2 separate regions of the Gasterosteus aculeatus genome follow, and region 1 is linked to region 2. A link is a contact called in public Hi-C data. All regions are on one chromosome and are shown on one strand. The core of a region is the stretch at or near the end of the contact, and the rest is flanking DNA. Distances in the headings are between cores, read along the strand shown. Region 1 holds the start of pstpip1b (proline-serine-threonine phosphatase interacting protein 1b). Region 2 overlaps LOC120809945 (transmembrane protein 266).

The links. Hi-C and Micro-C count contacts between places; a contact is called where the count stands out from the background.
Region 1: a contact with region 2 is called in a Hi-C map of skeletal muscle, with 2.4 times the contacts expected there. The contact joins the promoter of pstpip1b here to the enhancer-like site in region 2.

What each region holds. Positions count from the first base shown.
Region 1 is chr12:16,773,014-16,778,500 of fGasAcu3.hap1.1, forward strand. It overlaps pstpip1b (proline-serine-threonine phosphatase interacting protein 1b), which reads left to right and starts at 2,570. Exons shown (of 15, transcript XM_040203706.2): 1 at 2,570-2,797; 2 at 3,310-3,410; 3 at 3,573-3,647; 4 at 3,959-3,993; 5 at 4,106-4,212; 6 at 4,517-4,579; 7 at 4,703-4,795; 8 at 5,244-5,289. The coding sequence starts at 2,765.
Region 2 is chr12:16,678,408-16,684,371 of fGasAcu3.hap1.1, forward strand. LOC120809945 (transmembrane protein 266) reads left to right here. Exons shown (of 11, transcript XM_040164099.2): 10 at 1,057-1,119; 11 at 1,633-3,205. The coding sequence ends at 2,273. Among protein-coding and RNA genes, the nearest start is that of isl2b, 19 kb to the right of the region's middle. Within about 2 kb of position 1,939, at least 1 of the 9 cell types and tissues checked has open chromatin away from gene starts, as enhancers often do.

The DNA.
Region 1 (5,487 bases), core at 1,320-3,819, 95 kb after region 2:
GTGCAATGAAAGAGAGCAAGAAAAAACAAGAAAAGAAAATGGAGTCAGGTGAGGAGGACGGGGTGCGTCCCAGTGGAGGGAATGGCCACTGGGCAAATTAGTGTAACACCAAGAGCCCGTCTGTTGAAGGGACCGTGGGGGGGCAGAGAGGAGAGGACAGAGGGGGAATTGCCTGTGGCACGCATCCCTTTTACAGGGGTCACCACGGATACGCGGCGACTTAAATGCACAGACGCACACACACATACACACGCTAATCCCGTTCCCAGCTTTTTATCTGCACCCATACATGGAATGTTCTAAGGGCATTTTGAGATCATCAAATCAATACGAACGTGGCCGTGGTCGTATCAGTGCCGGTTAAATATTTATACAACGGACAATCCACACAATTATGCCTTCTGGTCATGTTGGTATGTGTGCCCACGCTGCCTTAATCCCAGTACCCAGAGAATCACATCGACGGACTAACAGGAGAGCGGAAACACGAGGATCCGATCGATCAACATCGGAGTTCTTCGCAGTGATGCTGAGGATTAAGAGAGCTAATAAATGTTTCATTCAAAGCCGGACCAGGATCAAACGGTAGAAAGGCCCCCGGCTCGCTCTCCTCCTCCTCCTCTTCCTCCTTTAGCTGTTGGTTCTCAGCTGTATTGTGACAGCCACTACAGATTGTCTCACTAGCAACTACAGGCCGTGCCCTTGTGCCTACACATCATTAGATCTCCATCTGTCATCTTACTAACAGGTTCCCACTAATTCCCAAGGACTCACTCCATTGCATTCCTATCCAACAGCCAGCAGCAGTCAGCTGCAGACTACGATCCCGACCCGTTCGGTCCGGAGCCTCTCTTCTCTTTCACTTTTTTCTCCTTATAGCTTCATCCCTCTCCTCTTGCATCCTGTTTGCCAATCCTCGCCTCGAGATTCAATGCTAGCGTCAACAGTCAACAGGGTATTAGTAAGTACGGAGGTTTGAGCATGTGTGAGAGACAGGTCAAACACGCATATACAATACAAACCGAAGCGACCGGACGGAAGCTGCTTCTCATAGCAGCTCACATGGAACACAGGCACACAAAATCAATATCAATACTGCAAAATGTTGCAGATAAATGGATCTGCAACATTGACGTTTAAAATACAAATTATAATGAGAAAGCACAGAAAGATGTAGTGGCTAATGGCAGCGACGTTGACACCGGTCCCAGCAAATGGGCTTTGTGGCTGTGTGTGTAACTCTATCTGTAGAGGGGGAATACAGCAGTGGTTGGGTAATGGAAAGGTCATTTAGCCAATCCCCCAGGTAGGGGGGCCGGTCTGACACGGCTCGTTTGTCACAGTTCAATAACTGCCACTCCAGGGAGTGTGAGGGAGAGAGAAAGAAAACGAGTGAGAGAGGGGTGGGACACTTAAGTGTATTTGTGTGTGAGTGTGTGGCCTGGCGTACCCTGGTGTGTGATAGTGTGCTCAGACGCAGGCAGCACAGCTGATTCCCAGAGCTTGTCCCTCCATTAGAGGCCTCAAACGGGGTCACAGCAAAGGCCAAGCACCACAGAGTCAGGCATCTCGACTTGAAAACTCGTTGGGAGCCTCGGCCTCGGACTTAAACCGCTAAATGTTTCTAAGTGGGACGGCGGAATTAATATAATTGTAAATGGACGAAATGCTCACTCCATAAGGATAGATAGCTGGCCAGGAATGAACTAACTTCCTTCATTTGAAGTATCGGAAAAATTCATTCATTTATGAGAAGTCTATTTTGTGGGTAAATAGTTTTCACAGGAAATCATTCTTGAATAAATCATGCAAAATAAGATCAAACCAAACAGTCAATAAATCAAACTGGCCAGTGTAATATATGTAGAATTGCACCTCAAAGTGCTTCATAATTTATTTATTTTTATTTTATTGTCAGTTGGCTGTATTGATCAGTACTGTCCCTTTTACAACCTCTGTCTCGTAAGATGTGTGAATGATCTCTCCAAAGATTTTCACACGTTTCATTGAGTGACGGGTGAGAGACACCACACTCTGTCCTTCTGCTCACTTTAAAAATCAATAATACGCTTCTAGGTTGACGTGTCCACATATCGTCCCAGAAAGACGCCTGAGGCACAGATTTGTTTTCAGCTCAACCGGATTGAAGGATTTGTGATTTTATCTTGGGCCCCAGAGATTTAAGAACTACCGACTCCATAATGGAAGGGTTTCATCCCATGTAATACTTGGAGGCTTCTTTGATATTTTTTAGAAAGGTCTGTGTCTCCCTCTTGTGTTCATCACAGGAATGCGCACGACAACGTTCTTATATGGACATTAAATATGCGTTTATATGTAACATATATTCTTACATGTGTTACATATCCGAGATAAAATCACGAATATATATATATATATATTTGTGATATGATGTTGGATTATATATATATATATATATATATATATATATATATATATATATATATATATATATATATATATATATATATATGTAACACAGCCATCTGAAGCTGAGACTTTTGAGTTAGAGATGCCGTGTCACACATTGGCTGAGCTGGCTGCGGTCAGTGACATCATGGGACAGAAGCTCTTCCTCATTCTTAATGACTCGCCGACAGTCAGGCTGCTCACCGCCTGAGCACAGTTTAGTCGGCCCAAAACAACTTTATTCAAGTTGTCGGTGAGCGATTGACTTCAGTGACAAAGAGGTGAATGAAGTTCAGGCTGAGGAAGGGTTCCGTGCACGGAGGAAACAACTGAGATGACACCTTTGATGTTTAAAGATGCTTTCTGGGTGAGTTGGGTTTTGGTGCTCTAACGTCTCGCTGTGGTTGGGATTAGTCCTTGAAACTGAAAGTGCAGGGGGTCTTTGCAGTCTCGCTGTCATCAAAGTTCATTTTCCTTATTTTAGAATTCACGTTGAGTAAAAGTAAAAGTGCCTAAAAAAGAATTGACTACCATTAAACTCCCCACCAGTGACAGTGTAGGAGTAAATGTACATGTTATAAAATAAAAATGCCTTTAAGCCTTAAGTCCTCTCAATACACAAAGAGAGTACTTAAGTACTAAGTTACCTCAATGCATCAAACTACTTACTGTCAATATGCTCCACTCTTGGCAGAATGGCAGTTTCATGAGGTTCCGAGCATGCTGCATTTCATAAAAACTACTTTTTGCTCAATGCTAGTTCTGCTTTTTAACCACACGGGTTCCCCAGGATTGAGTCAATAACTTGTTGCAACTATTGTTGATAAATCTCCAGTATCCAGTATTCCTCTAAACCTTTTCTACGTCTTCCAAATACAGGGGTCCAGCTTCACCTGTCACGCCGGGTACGACGCTGTAATCCAAAGGTTGCGAGATGGAAAGCAAATGTGTAAAGATGTGGAGGAGCTTTTAAAGATGAGGTAACCGAAACCATCACAAAATTCAAAATGATGTCGTGCAATTCTGTTACCATAACATGTATCATACAGCACCACAACTGCGTGACAAGTCGCGCGTCCCGTTTTGTTAGGACAAAGACAACGCAGTTCACACGGTGTTGCATCTGTGTTCTTACTTCTCAGGACGCTCGCAGAGGAGAAGTATGGGAAGGAACTGGTGACTATTGCCCGCAAAGCGGGGGGACACACAGAGATCAGGTAAACACATCCGCATCCTGGTTACGAGTCGTGCTGTACACTTTGTATATAAGACAGCATACCCCATGTGACTCGTTGACACGCCAGTCATGGGTCTGTGAGTGATTTCTTTGTTTAAAAAGGAAACAACATGATTTGTGTGTGAGATGGAAAGAGAGAGAAGGGAAAAGAAGGTTTGCTGTGTGTTAATGTATCGATCCGACTGCCTACTGCCTACTTATACTGTATGTTGCCCGACTTCCTGTTCCCGTTGTGTCACAAGCAGTCAGACATTTACTTCTTACCGTCTTAAATGTGCATTGCTCTTCCAGCACCCTGAGAGCAACCTTTGACCTATTGAAGACAGGTAAGTCAACGAAGCCACGGACAAATCACACCAAGGTGCTAAAAAGTGCTGCGTTCTTTTTCTGCGTCTGTGAATGTGTAGAAGTGATTAATTTAGGTGTTTTTGGCTGCAGAAATTGAGAACGTTGGTAACTTTCACATCCAGCTGGCCGATATACTGAAAGAGGAGGTGAAAAAGATTGAGACATTCCGAGAACGGCAGAAAGAACACAGGAAGAAGGTATTTAACTGTACAGTATAGAGTTGAGGTTTCATTTCCCTGATGACCATGATGTAACGTTTGCTGGCTTTCTTCAGCTTGGCTTTATTCTTATACTTATGTGAAAATTGTATCTATTGCTAAGATTATTTAAATCCCTTTTTTGGGATAATACACATTTATAGATATTTACAAACCATGTAATCACAAAGAAATGCAGGCACCACTCGAATTCTTAAGAGTCCACATTAAACATTCCATTTAGGTGAAGTTAGATGAAGTTAGATGAATAGATGAAATTTCACCATTGTGCTTCTGCTCATAGTTCCAAAGCATCATGGAGAAGGTTCAGAAGAAAAAGGTTTCTTTGTACAAGAGGACGGTGGAAGTAAGTGACATCATAAGATGATGTCATTTCATTTAAGACATTTGGCATCAAATCAACAATCCAACACGACTTTTTTTTGTCATTGTTGAGCAGTTTTCGTGGACTGGTTTCTGTTTCTTACAGTCTAAGAAGAACTATGAGGCGAGATGCAGAGAGGCGGACGAGGCAGAACAGGGAGCCGAGAAGACAACTACTTCCTGCAAAAACTCAGAAAAGGTTTATTAAGTAAACTGGCCCACTAGAAGTGTGATGCAGACCAGTTGGCAGTTTTAAGGAATTCAAACATTGACTTACATGTGGCATATTGCTTTTTACCCCAAACTGCAAGTTTACTGGTGAAACTTCCCTGTAATTGGGCACAGTGATGCAATAATGCAACGTCTAGCAAAGAGGAACTGAAGTATGTTTAACAGCCAGTTTAACATCGGAAGTCAGAATTTTTCGTTAATTCAATCCATGGCATATCCCCCAAATGACTACGATAATCTTTAGACTTTTGCATAGTAAAGAAAAGGGCCAAAGACATATTTTGGAGGGTCTAGCATACTTGGGCCGTATGATGTTTTAATTTGAAGAAGTCTCAGCAGTTTCTGACAAGAGCTTGTTTCACTTGCCATGTTTGTTGTTTCCTTCGTTTTTATTATTCATACAACTTTATTCTCAGATGCGTAACAGGGCTAAGCAATGCAGACAGACAGCCAATGAAGCAGGTAAGGCCCACAAGCATGTTTCAACTCTACAATTTCTATATTGAACCTGCACAACTAAGCCTCTATCTTCATACAACTTCCAGTACAGTCATCACATATTATAGAAGCTGCGAAGAAATTTGCACCTTGCAGGCTTTACAAATGAACTTGTGTTTGTTGCTGTGTTTCATTTCTTTACTACAAACGTATCTAATCACT
Region 2 (5,964 bases), core at 689-3,188:
AGAAAGAAGGGCAAAGCCTTTTTACGTGTGCTGGACAGCCCATTTTTTAATCTTAAGACTCATGTGTTATTAATTGTGAAGTGATTGTCTCAGTCTTGTTTTAGTGAGTGCAATGCCTTCTCTCCAGGGGTGGCTCAAGGATTAATATTTTAGACTGAAAAATAAATGAAATTACCCATCAGAGTCTGCAGCGTGTCCCGGGGGACAGGGGCTAGCACTCAGGGTACTCTGGGTTCGCACTCAGCCAGCGGACAGTGAGCTCAAGACCAATCAAGCGCACGGAGGAAGCATAGCGGATCACAGCCATTCACTGCGCACGCAGAGGTCTGCTAGACTGGAGGGGTCTGCGCCTGAACAAAGAGCTCCCACTCTCTCTCTCTCTCTCACACTCTCTCTCTCTCTCTCTCCCGCTCTCTTTTATTTTCACTCACTCCTCTTATCCCTGAAAAAACCAAGCCCACCCTGTCCCAGTTTATTTCTGGTGCACTAGGGTGCAGCTAATGCACTGCGTAGCAGTGCTTGATCCTGACCGCTTGACAATGAAGTACCTGTGGCCCGGGGCATAAGACATCTCTGTCAATATTATGTTGTAAACACAGGAGATATTTTCCATTTGCACTACTTTGTGCGGTTAACACAGAAACAGACCTGACAAAAAGGCGTGCAATCCAATTGCATGTTCTACCACAGAGAGAAGTAGCAGTCAGTCACGCTATGTTTCAACATAATTCAACAGTATTGGTCCTTTTCACTCGGATCCATTTCTGTACTATTGTTGAATATAATATTTGAGTAGTATTTAATTTCTTTCTTTCTTTTTGTATTTATCTACGATCCAAAATGTTAAAAACCAGGCATTTTTATTTAAACTGAGATGACAGTGAAAAAAAAGAGTTACAGTGATAACATGCATATGTTATAAAACATGTAGTAGAATGAAAGAGTAAATGCTCCCCTCATATGGATTACGTTTAACAAAATTTGGTCACTATAGCAACATGTCTGGGTGTTGTTATTCACTTGAATGGTTAATATGTGTATTCATTATTATCTCAGATCCAGTTGTGCGTGATGACATGAACAACTACATCAGCCAATACTACAGTGAAGCGAGCAGCGGTAAGTGTCTATGAGCATAGATTTTTATACATACCTCTCCATGTTCATGTAAATAAAATTACAGTAAGCGAAACAGTTCATCAAAAACTACTTTTGGGGCGGTTAAAAGGATGTTAAGTAAAAGGTGATAGGACTAAACTTCTTAGGTCTGGTCATAGAATTAGCTGATGCAGGTTATTGCCTTACAGGTTGACACACTGAATATCTGTCGAGATAGAAATATTCTAATATAAACTCAGAACTTAACTTATTCAGCCTGGCTTTACCTAGGCACATATATTAATTATTAAGGTGACTTTCTCATACTGTAATCAAGCTTTGGTGATATAACTGACAAACAGTAGACTGTTAGAGCAGGTGTCCACATAGCGTCTTTCCTATTGATGCAACTCATCCTCCTCAAAAGTCTTTACTTGGAAAAAGAGCCTATGCAATTTTTGTGTTTGAAGAAATTAGCTTATTTGTTTTATGTGGTTTGACCCTTTTCTAAAAATAAATGCATTGTTTTTAAAGACGCTGGAGCTTCTGGCTTGGGTGCCCAGGCTATCACCAGGGCATCCATCGACGTCCACCTCCCCATCAACCTAAATCCCAATCAGCCAAACCCGATGCTTGCGATGGAGCGAGTGGGCAGCGTGGTAAGTGACGCCTCAACCAGCATGTCGCGGTCCAGCGGCAGCCTTACAGCTCGCCCGCTCAGCCTGAGTAGCCACACCCCGGGTTCATCCATGACAGACTGCAGCAGCAGCACAGCTCAGGACCTCGGTCTGAGCTACAGCACCCACCGCTGCTGTCCTCCGTCCTACTCAGGCCAGGACGCCTGCAGAGACCCCGGCATGGTGGTTCAGGAGCTACTCTTCTCCATCTCTGAGGACTCCTGCCTTGCTCGAAAGGGCCTGGCAGTGGACCCTGTCAACCTCAAGCTTCCCAGCCCCACTGGCTCAGAAAGGGCCAGCCCCGAGCTGGACAATAGAATAAACCTCTTCAACTGCAGGAACCAAGAGGAGAGACGAGGCAGGGCAAGGGGTTGTGTGCTGTTGCAGACCAAGCCGCTGATCCACCTGCAGAGCAGCACCACCGAGCCGTCCCTGGAGGAGAAGTACCGGCTCCTGGGACCAGCTGACACACCTCTGGGGAACTTACCTGATACATAGGCTGCATATACACAGAAACAGAAGTATTATCCTTTACTTTACTGCCTCCTTGTGTGGCATCTACCTGAAGTTTGTGGCAGGTTAAAGCTTATGAGAAGCACATTATATTATTAATATTTTTCTTTGAGCCAAAACTGATGCTCCTTAACTTCACGTGTTCAAAAGTCGAATAGTAGAAATGATAATAGGAACTCATAGGCCCTTTGCCATAATGTCCAATCTCCCATGTTCCTCATTGATGTTTTCTTTTTTTACATCAGAAATTCCCTGATATAGCACAACAACGACTGTAACATCCCAGCTGGGGCCCCTGATCAGGAATTCTCACTTTGAAAAGGTCTGAAAATGCTGTGCACTTTGAAAATGCACTGAACTTTAAATGAATCAAAACCAGCAAGGGGCCACTCAAAAACTTTAAGTCTGAACCGTGTCCTCTGTTCTTTGAAATGTAATAGTTGAATGGATTTTTTTCTATTGCATTTGTGTTGTTATTTTGTTTCTCTCAATTTGTATGGATCAACTTTCGGATCAGGCATGCTGTTCTTTGTCAAACAGCTACAGGGTACATAAGACTGGCTTAACTATACAAACAGCCAATTTGTATTTAACCTATGCCTTTTTATCACCCATTTGTTTGATTTGTAACAATGGACCACCATCAGTAGTTATTAAATAGCATTTTTATTTACTTGTTCAAAAAACGTTAGTAGGGTATATTTGTGTGGTTGAAATGAAAAGTTAAGTAACTGGATTCTTTACATGAAACTGAGTGCTTGTAGCATGAAAGACATGTGCCCAAAATGGCAAGCAAATTCTTTGCACTTTAACGTTTACAGACACGTTTGTAAACTTGATATGGAGGAAGTTATTGCCAAACGCAGGTGATGTCATTTGAATGAAAATAGCAAAAATAAAAATGAGTATTTCCTTAACGTTTCTCAGTTTACTGAAATTGAAGCAATAATAAGCACGATAAAACTGATAACTACTGAGTGGCCTCTAATCAAATATGTTCTTCTCACAGGCTCCTTGTTACACACTGCACTGTACAACATTATTTCATTAGTATCTTCTCATTATGTGCATAATATTTTGAGATACCTAAATTATTTAAGGTTATTAACATTGAAAGACCTGTCAAAACAATTGCTAATTGGTCAAGTCATTGTACGCGTGTCGTGAGAATCAACCCCCCTAATTACTCTCTCATATGATTAATTCAAAAGATAAACTGCTGTACCATTTTGTTGCTTGTCAAATGTTTACAAGTATCCAGAGAATGTTTTAATTGTTAATAACTATTATAGCTACAACTAAGCTACCAACACAAGGATTTTAGAAGTAACAATACATAGAGATATAAAGATATGATGGGATACGGTCTAACTGAGCAGAGAATCACTCTGTGTGTGTGTGATGTGTTCCATGCTTCTCTTTGCTCTGTTATCCTTTGGTGCATGTTAGTTCACGTGACGCCCTCCTGGCTAAGTCTCGCTCAAACAGGAACAGGAACAAATACTGTTGTGGGTCTCAGAATAATATTATCAGTACTGCAGTTCTTTTTCAAGACAAATGAAAGAATCTGTGAGGGGTCAGGACTTCGACTCAGGTGCAGAGCAATAAGGCAACAGAAAATTCTTTCAAGGTTTGGAATCTTTTACTAGGAGAGTAAACTAATGCAAAACAAAGGGGGCACAGGCAAAGGCGGAATCCTCACGCTCTTGTAGAAAACAAAAAGGAAGAGAGCCTGGCAACAAAGTAGAAACAAGATTACAAAAACAGCACTGGGAATTTAACAACAAACATGTACCTCTAGGAACGACAAAAGATAACCTGACACAGACAAGTGGGGAACTGAGGCTTAAATACAGGTGGGGGTGATTACAAACTAAACTCAGCTGTGGGGGGAAACTAGATACAGGAAGTGCCGTGGTTACAAAAATAAAACAGGAAGTTAATCTTCAGTCTCTTCGAGTCGTCACAGTACCCCCCCCTCTAGGGGCGTCTCCAGACGACCCAGCGTGCTCGGGAAAGCGTCGATTGAAATCCCTGATGAGGGATGGGTCCATGATGTTGCCCGCCGGTTCCCACGACCTCTCCTCTGGGCCGTACCCCTCCCAGTCCACTAAGTACTGACAGCCCCTACCCCGCCGTCGGACTGCCAACAGTCGCTTCACGGTATACACGGGGCCCCCGTCGACGAGTCGGGGGGGCGGAGGGGGTCTGGAGGATGGGACCAGGGGGCTCTCCTTGACTGGCTTGACACGGGAAACATGGAACGTGGGGTGAATTCTCATGGTTCTGGGGAGGCGAAGACGGACGGCTGCCGGGTTGATCACCTTGATTATTGGATAAGGGCCAATGAACTTCTGGGCCAACTTGCGGGACTCCACCCGAAGAGGTAAGTCCTTTGTAGACAGCCAGACCCTTTGTCCAGTTCGGTAACGGGGAGCAGGACTCCGATGCTGGTTTGCCCGCCTCTGGTACTGCGCCGATGCGCGAAGTAGGGCGCACCTCGCTCTTTTCCAGGTGAGGTGGCATCTGCGGACAAGGGCATGGGCCGAGGGAACCGAAACCTCCCCCTCCAGGTTGGGGAAGAGTGGGGGCTGATAGCCATACACGCACTGGAAGGGCGAAAAACCTGTGGCAGAAACGGGTAAAGAGTTATGGGCATATTCTATCCAGATGAGATGCTTACTCCATGCCTTGGGGTTCTGCGAGACTATGCAGCGCAACCCAGTCTCCATCTCCTGGTTGTATCGCTCTGTCTGGCCATTGGACTGGGGGTGATACCCAGATGATAGGCTGGCCGTGGCCCCAACCAGAGAGCAAAACTCCTTTCAAAAGTGCGACGTGAATTGCGGGCCCCGGTCAGAAACGACGTCCTGCGGGAGACCATGTAGCCGAAAAACGTTAGACAGGAGAGCCTCTGCCGTCTCCTTGGCGGAGGGTAATTTTCTCAGGGGGATGAAGTGAGCCATCTTAGAAAACCGGTCAATGACTGAGAGGATGACTGTATTACCTTCAGAGACTGGGAGACCAGAGACGAAATCAATGGAGATGTGGGACCATGGCCGCCGGGGGGTGGGGAGAGGCCGGAGTAAGCCAGCTGGTGGACGACGTGAGGGTTTGCTCTGGGAGCAGACAGGGCATGCAGCAACATACTCCCTCACCTCCTTCATCATGGCAGGCCACCAGAACCGTTGTTGAAGAAAGCTCAGGGTTCGGCCGCTGCCCGGGTGGCAGGTAAGTTGAGAGGTATGTCCCCAGTGAATGACCCGGGACCGCAGGGACTTGGGAACAAATAGGCGGTTAGGTGGGCAACCCTTGGGGACTCTTACCCTCTTGAGAGCTCCCTTAACCTCTTCCTCGACTCCCCATGTCACTGCCCCAACTGTGCAAAAAGGGGGCAAGATGGTGGACGGTGCAGCCAATGGAGCGTCCGGGTCGAATAGTCTTGAAAGGGCATCCGGCTTTGTGTTCTTAGATCCTGGACGGTAAGAAAGAGAGAAGTTGAAACGGGTGAAGAATAAGGCCCACCTGGCTTGTCGGGAGTTGAGTCGCTTAGCTGATCTGATGTACTCCAGGTTCCTGTGGTCGGTCCAGACCAAAAACGGATGTTCTGTCCCCTCGAGCCAGTGCCTCCACTCCTCTAGGGCCAGCTTGATTGCTAGTAGTTCTCGGTTGCCCA